Linked DNA regions of Anas platyrhynchos: region 1 is linked to region 2. A link is a contact called in public Hi-C data. All regions are on one chromosome and are shown on one strand. Each heading gives the region's core, a stretch centred on a gene start, on an enhancer-like site or on the middle of the called end of the contact. The rest is flanking DNA. Distances are from core to core; before and after follow the strand shown.

Region 1 (7,744 bases), core at 2,322-4,821, 39 kb after region 2:
GCCCAGCTCTGCAGGAACCAGCCCGGCGAGAGGATGCGGTGTGCCTGTTGGGTTTTTGGGAGGTATGAGGAGGATGGAGAGATCATTTCCAGGCCTGGAGAAGCAGCAAAAGAGGCTGCAATGGTCCGACGTGAAGTGTGGCTGTGATGAGCAAGAGGCTGAGGAGCGGTGCCGTAATTAGGGCAGGGGATCCGGGCCGGTGAGTGAGTCACTGGGAGATTAGGCAAATCTCCGCAGGATTATTGTTATTACAAGGGAAAATCCTGCAGATGTTTGCTCGCAACAGCTTGAGAAGTCACCTTGAAAGGGGAACTTTTCCAGGGCGCTGACCTTAGGAGGATGCCTCTCAGTGCAGGGGGGGTTTGGGTGCCGGACTGTGGCAGGTTGAGGCTGTCTGGAGGTGGGAAGCAGCGACCAAAAGCCCCAGAAGCTTGCATGGGGCTGGGCTTTGGTGCTGCTGGATGCAGGCGGAGGCATCCTGTAGATTTCCCTGTGTCCCTTTAGGTTTCCATCCCGTATTTTTCTCTCTCATTAACATCTGCTGCGACGCGGGGCCGGGCTGGCAGCGATGTTTTTGGAGTCCTTCCCCCTGTAAAAGGCTCGAAGCCCTGGGAGCTGGCCCAGCACAGCACCCAGCTGGGCGACCTCCTCCAGATGCGGGGTGGATCCGGGCAGCCCTGGCCATCCTGTGCCAGCTGCCTCGGCTCCTGCTGCTCCCTGCAATCTGCTGCAGCCGCCTGCTCCGAGCCTCCCCAGGAGGAAATTCCCCCCGGGGCTCCCCTTTAACCGTGCAGGATGGCACCAGCAGCAGCAGCAGCAGCGAGGGAGGAGGCGATGCTGCCCCAGGGACCCAAAACACTGCTCTGGGGCTCTCGGGGGCACCTCGTACGTCCCTGGGGTGGCTGCAGTAACCCCGGGCAGGGTGATTCCTCCTCCTTGGGTCCCTGGCTGCCCGTGGAGCTGTGTCTGTAGGGCTGGGGTGAGCCGGGGTTTGTTGCCTCGGGCAGGCTCCCCAGCAGCCAGGGAAGCTGGCCGCCAGTGCGAGGCAGCCTCTGGTCCTTCTGGTTGAAATATTAACTTTCGGAGCATGAAATGGTTGGTAATTAGGCAGCAGAGCTTGGGCACGCAGCTGCGCGAGGCCGTAGCTCCAGGACGTGAGAAGTGCCCTTCCTGGTGGGTTTTTCTTTTTGGCAAACCGTCGGCCTCGTCGGTTGCTTTTGATGCACGGGCGCAGGGAAGAGGGGGGTAATTGGATTATGACAATCCGTGTGGTCTGCGCAGGAGGGTTGTGCTGTGATGGATTGCTTGGATCTACCTTGGAAGAGTGCCGCAGCTCGGGCCACTGCTGTTTAACCCCTCTCTTTTTCCACGCTGTGGATTAACCTGGCTTAGCCCGCTGCAGGCAGGGGAACGAGGACATGGCAGCCCCATAACAGCCTCCTGCTCACTCCCAGCCCTCTGCCGTTTGGGCTGATGGGGTTTTGCTGGACAAATCCCTCACCAGCAGCCATCGTTTGGGGTCACGGCTGCGGTTTGTGAACCCAGACACGCAGCAAAGCTGCGGTCCCCCCGCCGGTGGCTTCCCGACAGCGACCTGCAGCAAATGAGCGGGGCAGTCTGCAGGCAGCCGCTGACCTCTGCTCGCTCTTCCCATCCCTCTGAATTAGCAGGGCCTCGTTAAAGCTGCCACAGCTCTGCTGGCTCACCCTGAGCCGTGCTGGCTCTGCTCCGTGCTGCTGCGGGGCTGCCGAGCTCCTCGGGTGCTGGTAGGCGCAGGAGGGGCTGGCACGCGGAGCCCGAGGGCTTTGCTGCTGCTGCTTGGGAGGTGGAGGGGGGATTTTTCTGCTGGCTGGTGCCTCAGCCAGGCTCTGAGACGAAGCCGCAGCCTCTCTGTTCATTGCCAGTGATAAAGATCCAGCGAGCTGAGTGGTTTCAGCGCCGCTGCCCTGCCCTTGTCCTCTGCCTTCTGCTAGGGAAATGCACAGAAAGCGCAAAAATCCAGCTCCAAGGAGCCCAGGATTCCACCAGCCAGAACATCTGCATCAGCTCAGACGCTTTCTGGTGCAGCAGGCAGGGCAGAACGGGGTGGCTGCATTTATTCGGGACCCCCACAGGGGGTCCCTTTGCAGTGTAATTAGGGCACCCCGAGGTGCTGGGGGAACCCCTCCATGGGGCCGTGCAGCCCCAGCAGCTCAACCTGCCTCGTGCCTCTGGCCGCTCTTACGCAACGCGAGGTTTCCCTGCGCCTGGAATTCTCCTCCGACAGCCTCATAATTTAGCAGAGTGATGTTTTGTTTTTTTTTTTTTTTTTTCCTATGCCTTTCCCCAAGCTGTCATCATCCCGGGAGAGCCAGCTTTGAAGGCAGCGTCGAGGTAACCGCGGGTCGGCCGCTCGTTAGGTGCAGCGCTCCGCTGGGGCCGAGAGCGTGAGCCAGGATGAGGCACGAAGCGTTAATTCCTGACCCTGCCAGCTCACTAAAAACAACAAGCACGGCCTGGGTAGCCAGGTGAGGCTCTCGTTCCTCCTGTTTACAGCGAGTGCCTTCATTAAACAGCCCCCTCGTGCGCCACGGGGCCGTTTGTGCCGCTAATGAGAGGGCGGCGTGGTTTGCGTGGGAGCTGCCCGGCTGCTCCCCCTGTGCTGGGAAGGATTTCAGGCCAAAAATGATTTTCTGCTGCCGGCCACATCGATGTGGGGGGATAAAAAAGGTTTGGGGAAGGTGGAGAGAGATTTTTAATTGGATGCTCACGCTCAGAAATGTCTCTGGTAACAGATCTGAAGAGCGCTCTGGCCTCGTGCTCCCGCTCAGAGGATGTTTGGTGCTCAGAGGATGTTTGGAGCTCAGAGGATGTTCGTTTTCCTCTCGTTACTGGGAAGAGGAGCTGAGGTCGTGGGGTTTACCTTTTGTCGGAGCACGGTGAGGGCGTGCAGAGGAGGTGTCCTCAAAGGCAGCAGCAGTGCCCGGCCGTAGCTGCGGCTCTCTGCAGAACAAAGTCGTGTCGAGTCGCGTGCTCGGCGAGGGAAGGTGCAGGGAGGCAGAGCAGCTCGCGGGCGATAATCATGGGGACCGTGCTGGTGGCTGGCATGAAAGCTGTGTGATTGCTGAGCACAGCCTCGCAGGCAGCCAGCAGCCTGGTGGGTGATGGCTGTGCTGCAGGAGAGCTGCTCCGAGCGAGCTCCTAGGCATCGGCCGGCTCCAGGAGGGCGTTGCTGTACCTGGAGCTCCTTCAGATCCTCTGCTCGCCTCTCCCCAGGGGCTCAAAAACCTGTGGGCTCCGTCTGTGCCACCCCAGTGGGGGCCCTGGTGGGACCTCGTGGGCTGGGCACCTCCTCCCTCGCCCCTCCTGCTCGGAGGGGCTGTAAAAAGGCTCCCGGCAGCCAGGTTGTGAACGTTTCACATCCAAGCGTTGGTTTCTGCTCCGAGAAATGCGAAGCATGTGCCCCAGCCCGCAGGAAGGCCACTTAATAAATGTTAGAAGTAAATAATAGAGATTAATAGCAATAACACGTCGCAAACATAGGCCTTGAGTAAATCCGAAGGTTAACAAACAAATAATAGTGATAATCTTGTGTGGTTTTTACTCCCTTGGCTTTAAAGGCGGACTTTGAAGAGGTTTCTCTGGAGCTGGCTTTGCCGTGTGGGCGCAGCCAGGAGGCTCGTGCTCGTGTGCTGGAGGCTCCCATCGGAGGGAGCTGTGATGGAGCAGGAGGTGACAAGAGCACAGGAGGTGACCGGAGCGCAGGAGGTGACCAGAGCTCACATACCACCTGGGGACATGACCGGTGGCCAACCCACGCTGGGACTTTCGGAGCCTGCAGCTGCAGATCCTGGAGAGGGGCTGGCGCTGAGTTTGCAGCATCTGTCGGTAAAACCCACCGTGCACATCAGGGGCTGAGCCTGCCCCTGCTTCCGAGCTCCGGCAGTAAAATCCCTCTGGTGCTCTTGGAGCAGCGAAGGGCGTTTGGCATCGGCCGGGGGAAGGCAGGGTGAGGCCGCCTGAGTGCTCGGGAAGGGGCTGTGCTTCGTTCCCGGCCTTCCCAAGCAGCAGCTCTTGCCACCGACCACAAGGGCTGCAAATTGCTGCTCAGCCCCAGCAGCGGCGCCTTATTTTTAGCTGTGGTCAGCCTCGAGTCGCAGCCGAGCCGGGGCGATGTGTGCGCTCAGAATTGGCTCCATCTGCTCATTTAGAGCCAGTTCCACAATGAGCGATCACTTGGGGAGGGAAAAAACGATCTCTGACCAGAGCGATGGGCTCGTAACTCCCCTGGATTTGGTGATACAGGAGGAGAAACCCTAAGAACAGGAGCTGCTCTCCAAGCAGAGGCTGCAGCATCGGGCACAGGATGGCCCCTGCCTGGCACAGCCCCCGTGCCGTGCCGTGGGGAGCTCCTGGTGACCCGGGCTGGCTCCTTGTGTTGCTGAACCCCTGCCTCTGCCAGCTCGGGATGGATAAAAGCTCAGCCCTGGCATTGTCCTAGCACCAGGCAGGGCTTGGAGCACGCCAGGGGTGGCCAAAACAGGGAATCGATGGCGAGCTGGGATGGGGAGCGGCGCCGTGGCCGCCTGGTGCAGGATGTGCTCGGGTCACTCTGCTTTTGGCAGCGAAGCTCTGAGCGGTCCCCCAGGAGGCCAGGAAAATCCGGTGCACTTAACGAGGTGCAGCCTGCAGCTTTCCTGCAAAGGCACCTCCTGTACCCATTTGGCCACGAGAGGAAGGGGTTGCAGTCCTAATTGCAGCTGGCACGGGCACAGGGTGAAGGCTCGGGCTTTTAGCAGGGTTTTTTTGCTGATGGTTTTAGCGCAGAGGCAGCAGAGCAGGGTTTTTTGGGTTTTGCTGAGCTCGGTGGTACCACGCAGCCCCGCAGGGCTGAGCTCTGCCACCGGGCACACTCTGCTGCCCTTCGTCGCGCTCAGGGTTGCATTTTGGTGAAAGGTTTGGGGGGGTGGAAAAAAAGGCAGGGCTCCCCGGGTGCTCCTGGGCACCCCAAAACCACTCCGGTGCTGGGGGGGCCGTGGCGCAGGGTGCTGGGGGTGCCCAGGGCTGCAGCAACCCCGTGTTTGAGCCCCCAAAAAAGTGCTGCTGGCGCCCAGCTGGCCTCTACCTGTCCCTCCTCGGCCACCTTCAGCACCAGCACCCCCCAACCAAGAAAATGCTCCCATTGCAGGCAGGGTGCCCCCATCCCAGCCTCTCCTGAGCACCCCAAAAGGTTGCCAGGGACCCCAAGTGGGGGGTGGCAGCTCCTGGGCACTGGAGGCTGTGGTGATGGGGAGATCCGTGCCCGAGTGGTGGGGGACAAGGGTGGGGGGACCCCAAGGAGTCTGTGGCTGGTCACAGCGGTGGCCCCGTGCCACCAGCCCTGGGAACGGCAGCATTTTGCTGCCCTCTAGTGAGGCCCGGCCACCGGGCTCCCTCTGGGGTCCCCATGGCACCACCACGTCCCCTTGGGGACCCTTGGGGCAGGGGCACGGCCTTTGGGGTCTCCAGGCACGACCCCGTGGGGTGGTGACCCTTGTGGTTTGGTGGTGGGCTTGCTGCCCGTGTCCTCTGCAGGGCAAAAAGCCCCCAAAGCAGGTTTTTTTTCCCCATTTCCTACAACCCCATGGGATCCATCCTGCCCCTGGGGCTGTGGGGTTTGTCCCCAGGTTTCCATCCCCTTCCCCCGGTACCAGCCCTTAACGCCCAGGAGCCGTTTGCTCTGAGTCCTGCCCGGCCAGCTGGTGCTGTGTGTAAATAATACAAATTAATTAGAAGGGAAATCAAAACGAAGCACATTCATAATGAGGCAATCCGCAGGCCCCTGTTGTAATTAATTAGGTTAATAGGGGTGCCTGCACCGTGCAAGCGCTGCGCTGCCCTGCAGAAGGCTCTCGGGGGGGCTCGGGGGAGCGTGGCTGAGCACCGCTGCCCTGTGCCGTGCTCCCCCTGAGCTGTGCTGGGCTTCACGTCGCCAAATCTGGTGCACTTCAGCTCGGGCTGCGTGCGTTTTTTCCTCCTTTTTCCCCTTTTTCCACCCGTGCAGGTGGCAGGGAGCTCAGGCTGGGGTTTGGGGTTTCTCCTGGTGCTCCGCAGCAGCCTGCGGGGTGGGAGAGGAGCGGGCACGGCTCCTGCCTGGTGGGGAGAGCCTGGGCAGCTCCCGTTCTGCTAGGGGAGAAATTCGCCTGTCCTCCACGGGCTGCAGGAGGCTGTCACTGTCCCTGTCACCTGCAGGGCTCCCGGATTTTTTGGGTTTTGGGGGAGCACAGCGGGGGCTGCGGCACGGCCTGGTGGCGCTGGGCACCTGCTCCTCCCTCTCTTCGGCTTCCTCTGCCTTCCAAGTGATCATCAGGTATTCAGAGAGCTGGGAGCGGAGTAAGCCCTGGGGACACCTTGAATTAAAGGGTAATTGTTCCATATTTCTCGGCTAACTCTAAGTAAAATAATAAAAATAACCCCCAGCAAACCCAGCCTTCTGCACCTGCCTGCCAGGAGATTTCAGCACGGGGACTTTATAGTCCAAAACACCATAAAACGGAGCCTAAATTACCTAGCTCTCATTTGAAACAATTACAGGTTTTATCTATGGATATTAAAGGAGATGATTGTTCAGCGTAGTTAAAAAAAAAAAAAAAATCTCCTTTTTCCTTCTTTTGTAATTTAATCTTTATGGACCTGGGGGGAGCGGCGTGCCGCTGCCCTGCCGGCCACGCAGCGACGAGGAGGATTTGGGGAGGGGAAGGGGGGGCTCAGGCTGGGAATGTGCCAGGTGAGAGGCAGACGGGGCTGTGCCCTTGCTCCCCTCAATCTCTGGGCTGCATCACCCCAGGAATTGGCACGTGCACCCCCGGAGAGCGTGCCAGGATAAGGCTTAATTCCGCTGAAATTGGGGCACCTCCGGGGAGGCTGCTCTGGGGCTTGGCGCAGGGCTCCGGGGCGCATCCTGCCCCTGCCCCCTGCTTCCAGGCGTTGGATCCGCTGGGGGATCCCAGCCCCGTTGTCCTGGGGGAGAGGGGAGCCAGGACAAAGCCTGTGGGGTCGGGGTGAGCCTGGCACGGCCGCCCCGGCTGCGTCCCTGCCGAGGCCGCCCCGGCCCCGCGGTGCCGCGGCTCTAATCCCAGGTAATTGGATTTACGGGGAGCGCTGTATCCAATTACAGACTCCTAATTAACGGACCAAAGTTACAAGTGCGATGTGTCTTGCTTTCAGCAATTATGATTAATTTTGCCAGAATACACACGCAGACGTTGATTACAGGATCCGCGGGCAAACAGGAGCGGAATGCTGATAATTGAGCCGTCAGCGCGGGCGCCTCGCGGCTCACAAGGGGCCATGGGGAGCAGGGGGACCACGGGGCAGAGCCGGGTCCCCAGTGGGTTCCTTGGCTCCCTGGGGTGACAGCACGTTCCTGCTGACCCCAGGAGGGGATCTGGGGCTGTCCCCTTGGAGCGGGGCTGACCTGGAGCTCTGGGATTCCCGGAGATGCCCTGGCACGTCCCGATGCGTCGACACGCTGGCTGTGGGGACCAGGAGCTGCATCCCCCCTTGGTGCAAAATAAACACCACCCGCCGTCCTAAAGCTACAAGAACTTGAGAAATCTGAGCTGCTGCAGTGCTCGGGTGGGCTCCTGGTGCCTGTCCCGCAGGAAGGGGCAGCCTGGGCCCCTTGCGCCCCATCCGGGAGCGTTTGGTGCTGGCCGTGCCTTATCGTCCCCTCGCTATCATCTTGTTCCCAGCCTGCTGCGAGTCCCTGGCTCAGGACATTAAT
Region 2 (7,372 bases), core at 2,059-4,558:
AAGGGGTAGGTAAAGGGGGTTGGTAACGCCGCTGCTGCGCAAGGAGGAGGCTGAGCAGCCGCAGCGCTCCTCCTGCTCTCAGCCCAAACGTTCTCAGCTCTGCCCCGCGGCACAACGGGGCTCTGCGAGCAGGGACAGCTCCTGTCCAGCCCTAACGCTGAGGGCATCACCTTCACGGCGTGGTTGTGCTGACCCCACGGCCCCAAAGGAAAGAAAATGAAGAGTTTTGGGGTGGGAGCCTCTGGAAGAGGGCAGGGCCCCACCTCTACGCTGCGGCTTCCTAGCGGGTCTGATCTCCCAGGGCCGGGCAGCACAGGGAGAAGGGGCACGGGGAGGAGAAACACCGAAGTGTGAGGCAGGAGGAGAGCTGGGAGAGATGGCACAGGCAGCGAGGCTCCCGAGGAGGCAGAATCCCAGCAGTGGCAGCACCCAGCAGGGCTCAGCAGGAAACGAGGCACATGGCTCAGCTCAGGACATCGGGCACGGGTCTAAGGCAGCACTCACAGCTCCTCGGGGGGCTGGGTGTACACTTGGAAACACAGAGATTGATAAAATCATCTCCATCCCCAACTGCATGCGGAAAGAGCCCTGCCCAGCTGCCTGCTGGGGGTTTTGTACAGCTCCTCACTGCCTCGTGGCCTCAGCCCACCTCTAAATCCTCCTGCTGGGTCCTTGGCAGCACGGCCACTGCCCGCCCGGCCCGTGCAGCATCTTCTCCTGCTAGGAAGAGATGAAATGAAGCTGGCACGAGGCAGGCAGGCAGCAGGGGGTCCTGCTGAGGGCTCCTGGCGCTGCTCCTGCTCTGCTACGCGTTGATTAACACGAGAACCCAGTTTTACAACTCCAGAAGTGTTTCAGCCTGCTTTCAGACGCTGTTTTTACACGGCAAGGCTCGGTGTCAGCGCAGACCCGCGGGGTTCTCCCTCCCGAGAGCAGGCAGCACCAGCAGCCTGCCTTCCTGAGAAGGGGCTGGGGCAGGAGGGTGGCTGTCAGTCAGCAACCAGCCTTTTTTTTGGGTGTGTTTGTCTGAAAATCACTTTGCTCAAGTTGTGCTACACGTATGCGCTACAAGCTCTGGCCCAGACCTAAATTCCAGAGCAGCTCCTCCAGCAGGACAGCCCCAGAGGCTGCCACGGCAGTAGAGGAATTGTGAGCAACCCAGGGAGCAGCCGGCCCTCTGCACAACGAGGCACTTGCCTAAAAGCTCGGGTTTATTTCAGCTTTTCTTCCACCAGCTTCTCACTCCAATTGCCCTGAATGCAGACTGCTGCTGGATGCTCCTAAAGGCCAGCAATATCCAAACACCCAAAGCAGGCAGGAAGCATCTGGGGCTCTTCCAGTGCTCGATGTTAAGTCTCACAAGGCAGCAGTCTGCTCTCAGTAAATTTTAAATTAATGAAAACCCCCTCGTAAATCCTGGTTACACCTCTCTCTGAGGGAAGCTTTGCTACGGGGCCGAGCGCTGCTCTTTGTGCAGGAATCAGCAAACCCCTCCGGCTGTGCTGGGGGCATTATCACTGAGCATCAGCTGGCAGAGGGGGTTTATTAATGAAAAACCTTAAATTGACGGCAAATCAGCTTACAGGACTGCTGGGTTTAGATCGAGATGTCCACAATCGATGCCAGGTTCCCCATGCCGAGGCACCTTGGTTACTTGCACAAAGGGAGGGGGCACTTCTGAGGAATTATTCCCCATGCCACAGGAGGAGCTAGGAAAGCCCCTCGTGCTGCGATGACTACGGCAGCATCCAACGTTTTAAAGCCCTGAACGAGCCCATTCCAAAGCAGAACGATAAACACCGGGGAGCTGAGCATCTGCAGGCTGAACCTGCATCTGTCCTCGTGCCGGTGCCTCCCAGCACACGGTAAGCACCGAGTGGCACCGAATGCTGGCACCGGTTCCCCTTTTTAAGCCGTCTGCGGGGTCTGGAGGCAGCTGAGCCTACCCGATAGGGCCGCCGAGTGCGGGAGCAGCAGCTGCACCGTGCAGATAGGCAGAAATCCGAGCCGGCAGGCGATTGGACAGCGACGGGGAAGGAGAAGGCGAAGGCTGGTCTGGGCGCAGAACAAAGGCTGCCATTGCCAGCCCCTAACCCGGCTCATGGCGAGCACGAAACGAGCCCTAACCCACAGCACCCGAGGGGAAAATCAGAGTTGCTCGCACCCCGCAGGGCCTCAGGCAGCGGCTCCGGGCAGATCCCCGCTGTCCCCATCCTCCTGGGACCCCTCTCCCCCCGGGTGGAAGCGAAGGGCCGGCCCCGCCGCGCTCCGAACCCCCCCTCATCCCCCCCCACCGGCTCCGGGGGCTCGACCCACCCCGGTGAACCGGGGGCTGCCCCTCAGCACCGGGCTGCTCCAACCCATGCCTCGGGGGGGCTGCACAACGGCCCCGCCGCCCCCCCCCCCGGGACCTGCCCGGCCTCCCCCCCCCCCTCTCCCGTTCATTGCCGGGGGTCCCGGCCGGCCCGGTACCTGCGGTGAGGAGCTGCATGGCGTGCGTGAAGGACGGGTCGAGGCTGTCCTTCTCGGCCATCAGCTCGGGCAGGTATTTGTTCTCGGGCTCCAGCTTCCCGCCGGAACCGGGCAGCAGCGGGGTGGGGGCACCGGCACCGGAGGAGGAAGAGGAGGATGAGGAGGAGGCGGCGGTGGTGGTGGTGGAGGAAGCAGCAGCGGGGCCCTGAGCGGCCGAGGCCGTGCCCGCAGCGCTGGGCGGGAGCAGCGGCGGCGGCGGCTGCGCCCCGGAGCCGGCCCCGCGGCCTCCCCCTCCCCGGGGCGGCCGCCGCGGTGGGGCTGAGCCTTGCCGGGCTCCTCCGCCGCCTCCACCGGGCCCCGGGCCCCGGCCCATGCGGGCGGCGGGGTCGTCGCGGCGCTGCATAGGGGAGGGGAGGGGGGGGGCGGGGTCGAGCCAACCGAACCGGGCCGGGCCGGGCCGGGCCGGGCCGAGCGGAGCGGCGCTGCCACACCGTCCGCCGCGGCGCCACGGCCGGAAGTGAGCGACCGGAAGTTCCGCCCCCTCGGTTAACCCCCCCACACGGCTCCCGCGCGACCACCCCGCGCGCCTCCGCGCCTGCGCAGAGCGCCGGCCTCGCGGCGCGGCCTCGCCCCGCCCCTCACGGAGCGCGCATGCGCAGTGCAGGACCGTCAGAGGGGGGGAAGAGCTGCGCGCGGGGAAGCGCCCTCGGCCTCGACTGCGCATGCGCAGCGTTGGCGGCGCGACATTGGTTGCGGGGCGGCGCGAGAATGGTCCCCCGAGGCCTCAGTGCGCGTGCGCACAGGAGGTGGTGCCCGGGGGGGGAGGGGGAAGCGGCTGCGCGCATGCGCATTTGGCTGCCCGCGCGGGGACGGCGTTGAGGTGCGAGGCAGCGGGGCCGGGCCCTGAGGGGGGTTGAGGGGCTCTGAGGGGGGCCTTAGGGGCTCTTAGGGGCTCTTAGGGGGCTCTGGAGGCCTCTGAGGGGGCCTGAGGGCCTTTGAAGGGCCCCTGTGAGGCTCTGGGGGTCTTTGAGGGGGCTCTGAGGGCCTCTGAAGGGCCTCTGGAGGCCTCTGGGGGGGCTCTGATGGGCCTGGGGGGTCTGAGGGGGCTCTTAGGGGCCTCTGAGGGGCTCCTAGGGGACTCTGAGGGGGCTCTCAGCGGCCTGAGAGGGCTCTTGGGGGGCTCTGAGGGGCCCTGGTCGTTTTCCCACTGCGGGTGCCCGCTCCCACACAGTGTGCGTCTGGGGGGGGTTCCGTTACTATGGTTTTTGGAGGGACCGAGTGTTCAGGGAGAGGGCAGGGCGCGCCTCGGTGCTATCGGATGCAGCCCTTCTCGATGGCTTTATGTTCATGACCCAAAAAGATGGACTTTATAGCTGGTAAAACCACACATCTTTCATCCCCTTAAGGACACGAATCTCATCTGGTCTTTCCGTGTCTCGTCACAGGGCCCAGTTTGCAGCAGCCGCTTGTGTGGGGCTGGAGTCGATGTGCGTGGACAAACGGCCTCCGTCGGCAGCAGGTAACGGCGCGCCTGGGCCCTGCACTGCCCTCTCCCCTCCTGGGTGCTGGTTCTAAGAAGAACCTGCTCACAGCCTTCACTTGGCATCAGTGCCTGGGCGCTTTGGTGCCCGTAAAGCCTTGCCTCGAAGGGAGCTCCTGGTGTTGCATGGCTCCCTGATACGTGTGCCTCCCCCGTCAGGGCCTTCCTTGCTCGCACGCTTTCTCTTCTTTCACCCCAGTTTTATATCTTCAGTGTAATTTTTGGATACGTTTCACTGAGATTCGCTTTCCTTGCCTGTCCTTACAGCTGCATTACTTGTAAATGCCGTGGTGCCTTCCTGAAGCCAGGCGGTGCTAGCTCTGCTCTTGGAAACGCTGTCCTTGCCCCAGGGTTTCCACCTGCTGCCTCGTGCTGAGCACTCACAACTCTCCCCTTGCTGCAGCCAGCCCCTCTGCTGTGCTTGTGCTGCTGTGGGGGATGGCAGCCATCAGCCATTTGATCTGGACTCATCCCTCACAAAAATTTCAGCCTAAAGAGATGCGTGCAGCTCTTCTAGAGTTTAATTTCTAGAGGAAGGTTGCCCGATGGGGCCCTGGTCTGGAAGTTTGGAAATCTGGGACCAGTTTCCAACTCCTTGCAGGCTTTTTGAGTGGAGCTGGACACTTAACTGGTCAGTTCCCCAGCTGTAAATTGAGCTACTTCTACTTCATTTGTCCTCAGCCTGATCTGCTGGGGTACAAAGGGGCTGAGGTGTGTCTGTTACAACCTTGTGGAGCCCCCAGAGCGAGCAGCACAGCCCTGAGCTCAGCCAGAGCCTCCAGCAGCCACTGAAAAAAAGAGTCCCAGGGTGTTAAAATGGACGCGGTGCCCTCCGGGACGGGGCAGGGCGAGAGGCAGGAGCCGGCCGGGCAGCGCCTTTGTTGTGAAGGGGCCCGCTGGGCCGGGGCACCGGGCGCTATGCAAATGGGAGTGCGTCAGCGGCCCCGCCGGCCCGAGGGGCCCCGCCGAGGGCTTCCTGCGGGCGCGGAGGACACAGAGGCTGCCTTGTTCCTGCCCCCTCCCTCGGCCGGAGCGGCGGCGATGCCGGTGGGGACGGCCCGCCCGCCCTGCCCCCGGGCTCAGCTCCGGTAATTTGGGCTGGGAAGGCGGCGGCAGGCAGCGGCTCCCGATGAAGGTACTCCTCGCGGTATTAACGGGCGAGCACAGCCCCACCGGGGCCGAGCGCTTCTCCCCCTCGGGAGCCCGGAGCGGTGTCCGGCTGCCCTCTAGCGGACCCCGGCCCGGCGGCGGCTCCACCCGGGGGGGGGGCAGAGGAACCGAACGGCGCCGGGGCGAGCCCAGCGGGGCCGTGCCGCTCCCGGGGGCGGCTCCGCCTCGGTTCCACCGGGCTGCACTCAACGGGCAACGGGGCCGGGTGGGAGGAGGGGGCTGGAGCCGGGGGCCCGGAGCCGCGCTGTGCCCGGTGGGGCCGCCTGGGGGCCGGTACAGCCCGGTATGGCCCGGTACGGCCCCGTACAGCCCGGTTGTAGCCCGGTACGGCCCGGTTGTAGCCCGGTACCGCAGCCCAGGTCGCCTCCTTCAGCCCCCGAGCGCCACATGGCCGAGCCGAGGAGCTCCGCGTCCCCTTCTCCCCCCCGCCCCACGCTCCCGTGCCGGCCGCTCGCCGTTTTGAGGCGGTTTCGGGCTTTTTCCCCCCTTGCCCCTTTTTTCTCAATGGGAGCGGCCGCGCCCGCCAGGCGGAAGGCGTGGGAACGGCGGGGCGGGCCGAACCACCGGGCGGGGGGTTGTTGGGGGGGAGCGGGCCGTACCAACTCCTCCCCGCGCGGGGGGGGGAGGTGCTGGCGTGGAAGGGCCGGCGCGCACGTGGGGCCGGAGGGCGACTCCAAGTGCGGCGGAAGGGGAGGGCCGGGACCCAGCGTCTCCCCCCCCAGCGCTGCCTTGGATGGGCTGGGCCGGCGCTCAGAGGGGCGGGGCGGGCCGTACCACCGCGCTGGGGATAGGGGGGGGACAGCAGCGCGGTGATGGCGGCGGGAGGGCGGCAGCGGCTCCGTACAGCCCGGAGGAGGCCCCGCGCTTGGCTCCGCGCCTCCAGCCCGGTGAGCGGCGGCGGGGCCCGGCACCTCCTCCCCGCGCTGCTGTCCTCACCCCCGTATTTCGGGAACACCCCCGCGGTGGCTAGAGATGGTCTCTCCCAACGCGCAGAGCCGGGGCGGGCGGACCGTACCACAGGGCATTGAGGGGGGAGGACGAGGAGGAGGAGGAGGAGGCTGGAGCGTACCACGCGGCGCGGGGGGGCGCGGCCTGTGCTCCAGCAGCAGCGCGCGGGCTCCGGGCTCCCTCCAGCAGCGGCCGGGCCCCAGCGGCCCCCACCCAGCCCCGGCTCCGGTTCCCGGGCCCCGCCGCCTCCTTCCCTTCCCCTTCCCCCTTCCCCTTCCCCTCCCTCCCCTCCCGCCGCGCCCCTTCCCGCCCCCCTCCCGGCCCCGCTGCGTGGGAGGCGCCGGCCCCGCTCGGCAGAAGGCCGCCCGCTCAATGCCCACGGTGAGGGGGCCCCGCGGTGCTTGGGGGGGGGGCACCGGGTGAGGAGGGGCCGGGGGAGGCCCCGCAGCCCCCGCCCCGGGGCGGGCCTGGGCTCGGGAGGGGGTTGGGGGGGGGCTCCGGGGCCTTTCTGGGCTTTTTGGGGGGGGTCCTGGGCTCGAGGGGGGTCCTGGGGGGGGTTTCGGGGCTTGGGGGGGGGTCCCGGAGCCCCTCTGGGGCCTGGGGGGTCGTTGGGGTGCGAGGGGGCTCTGCTGGGAGCAGGGTGCCCGGTGCCCCCCTGTGGGGGGGTTCTGGATTTGGGGGGCTCCGTGGGGTTTTTCTCGCCCCCCCCCCCTTCCACGAGGAGGTGGGTTTGGGGTCCGCAATCCTAGGGGTTTGGTGGGGTAGGGGCTGGGGGTCCCCCCTCAGCTGCAGGATGGGGGCGGTTTGGGGGCTCCCTGGTCACAACCCCCACCCCTCCGAGGCTGGTTCTTGGGGATGGCGGCGGTTACGGGATGGGGGGGGATCCCCTGGCCTGTGGGGTGGGGGTGAGGGGCTCCATGGGGCAGTTTGGGGCAGTGGCTGTGCCTCCTGCCTGGGCTCCTTGGGGTGTTCGGGGGGGCAGCTCGCTGCCTCTGGGCCTGTAGTGAGGGGGGAGGTGGGGAGGGGGCTGGGGGGGTGCATGGGGGCTTGTACCGGCCATGGGGGGGGCACTTGGAGGTCTCAGAGGTGAGGGGGGGGCTTGGTGGTGGGAAAGGAGTTGGAGAGGAGGCGGTGGGGAGCCTGCCTCGTGTCTGCCCTGGGGGCAGCCTGCAAAGGGGAGGGGGCTTCCCTGGGAGCTGGGGGGCCTGGGGGGGGCTCCTCCAGCCGGGGGTGGAGCTGGGA

The links. A called contact is a pair of places that touch in the nucleus more often than the background predicts.
Region 1: a contact with region 2 is called in a Hi-C map of F5 follicle, with 2.7 times the contacts expected there. The contact joins the enhancer-like site here to the promoter of PTP4A2 in region 2. A contact is called at or near these places in 3 of 8 Hi-C or Micro-C datasets (F1 follicle, F5 follicle and subcutaneous adipose tissue).

What each region holds. Positions count from the first base shown.
Region 1 is chr24:1,270,235-1,277,978 of IASCAAS_PekinDuck_T2T, forward strand. The region is part of intron 1 of ADGRB2 (adhesion G protein-coupled receptor B2); the gene reads left to right. Among named protein-coding and RNA genes, the nearest start is that of ADGRB2, 14 kb to the left of the region's middle. Within about 2 kb of position 3,572, at least 2 of the 8 cell types and tissues checked have an H3K27ac peak or open chromatin away from gene starts, as enhancers often do. A contact at or near this core is called in F1 follicle and F5 follicle, where this site is marked.
Region 2 is chr24:1,231,673-1,239,044 of IASCAAS_PekinDuck_T2T, forward strand. PTP4A2 (protein tyrosine phosphatase 4A2) reads left to right here and starts at 3,309. Exons shown (of 7, transcript XM_038167339.2): 1 at 3,309-3,352; 2 at 3,918-3,991. KHDRBS1 (KH RNA binding domain containing, signal transduction associated 1) reads right to left here and starts at 3,017. Exons shown (of 11, transcript XM_072027499.1): 1 at 2,473-3,017. The coding sequence starts at 2,875.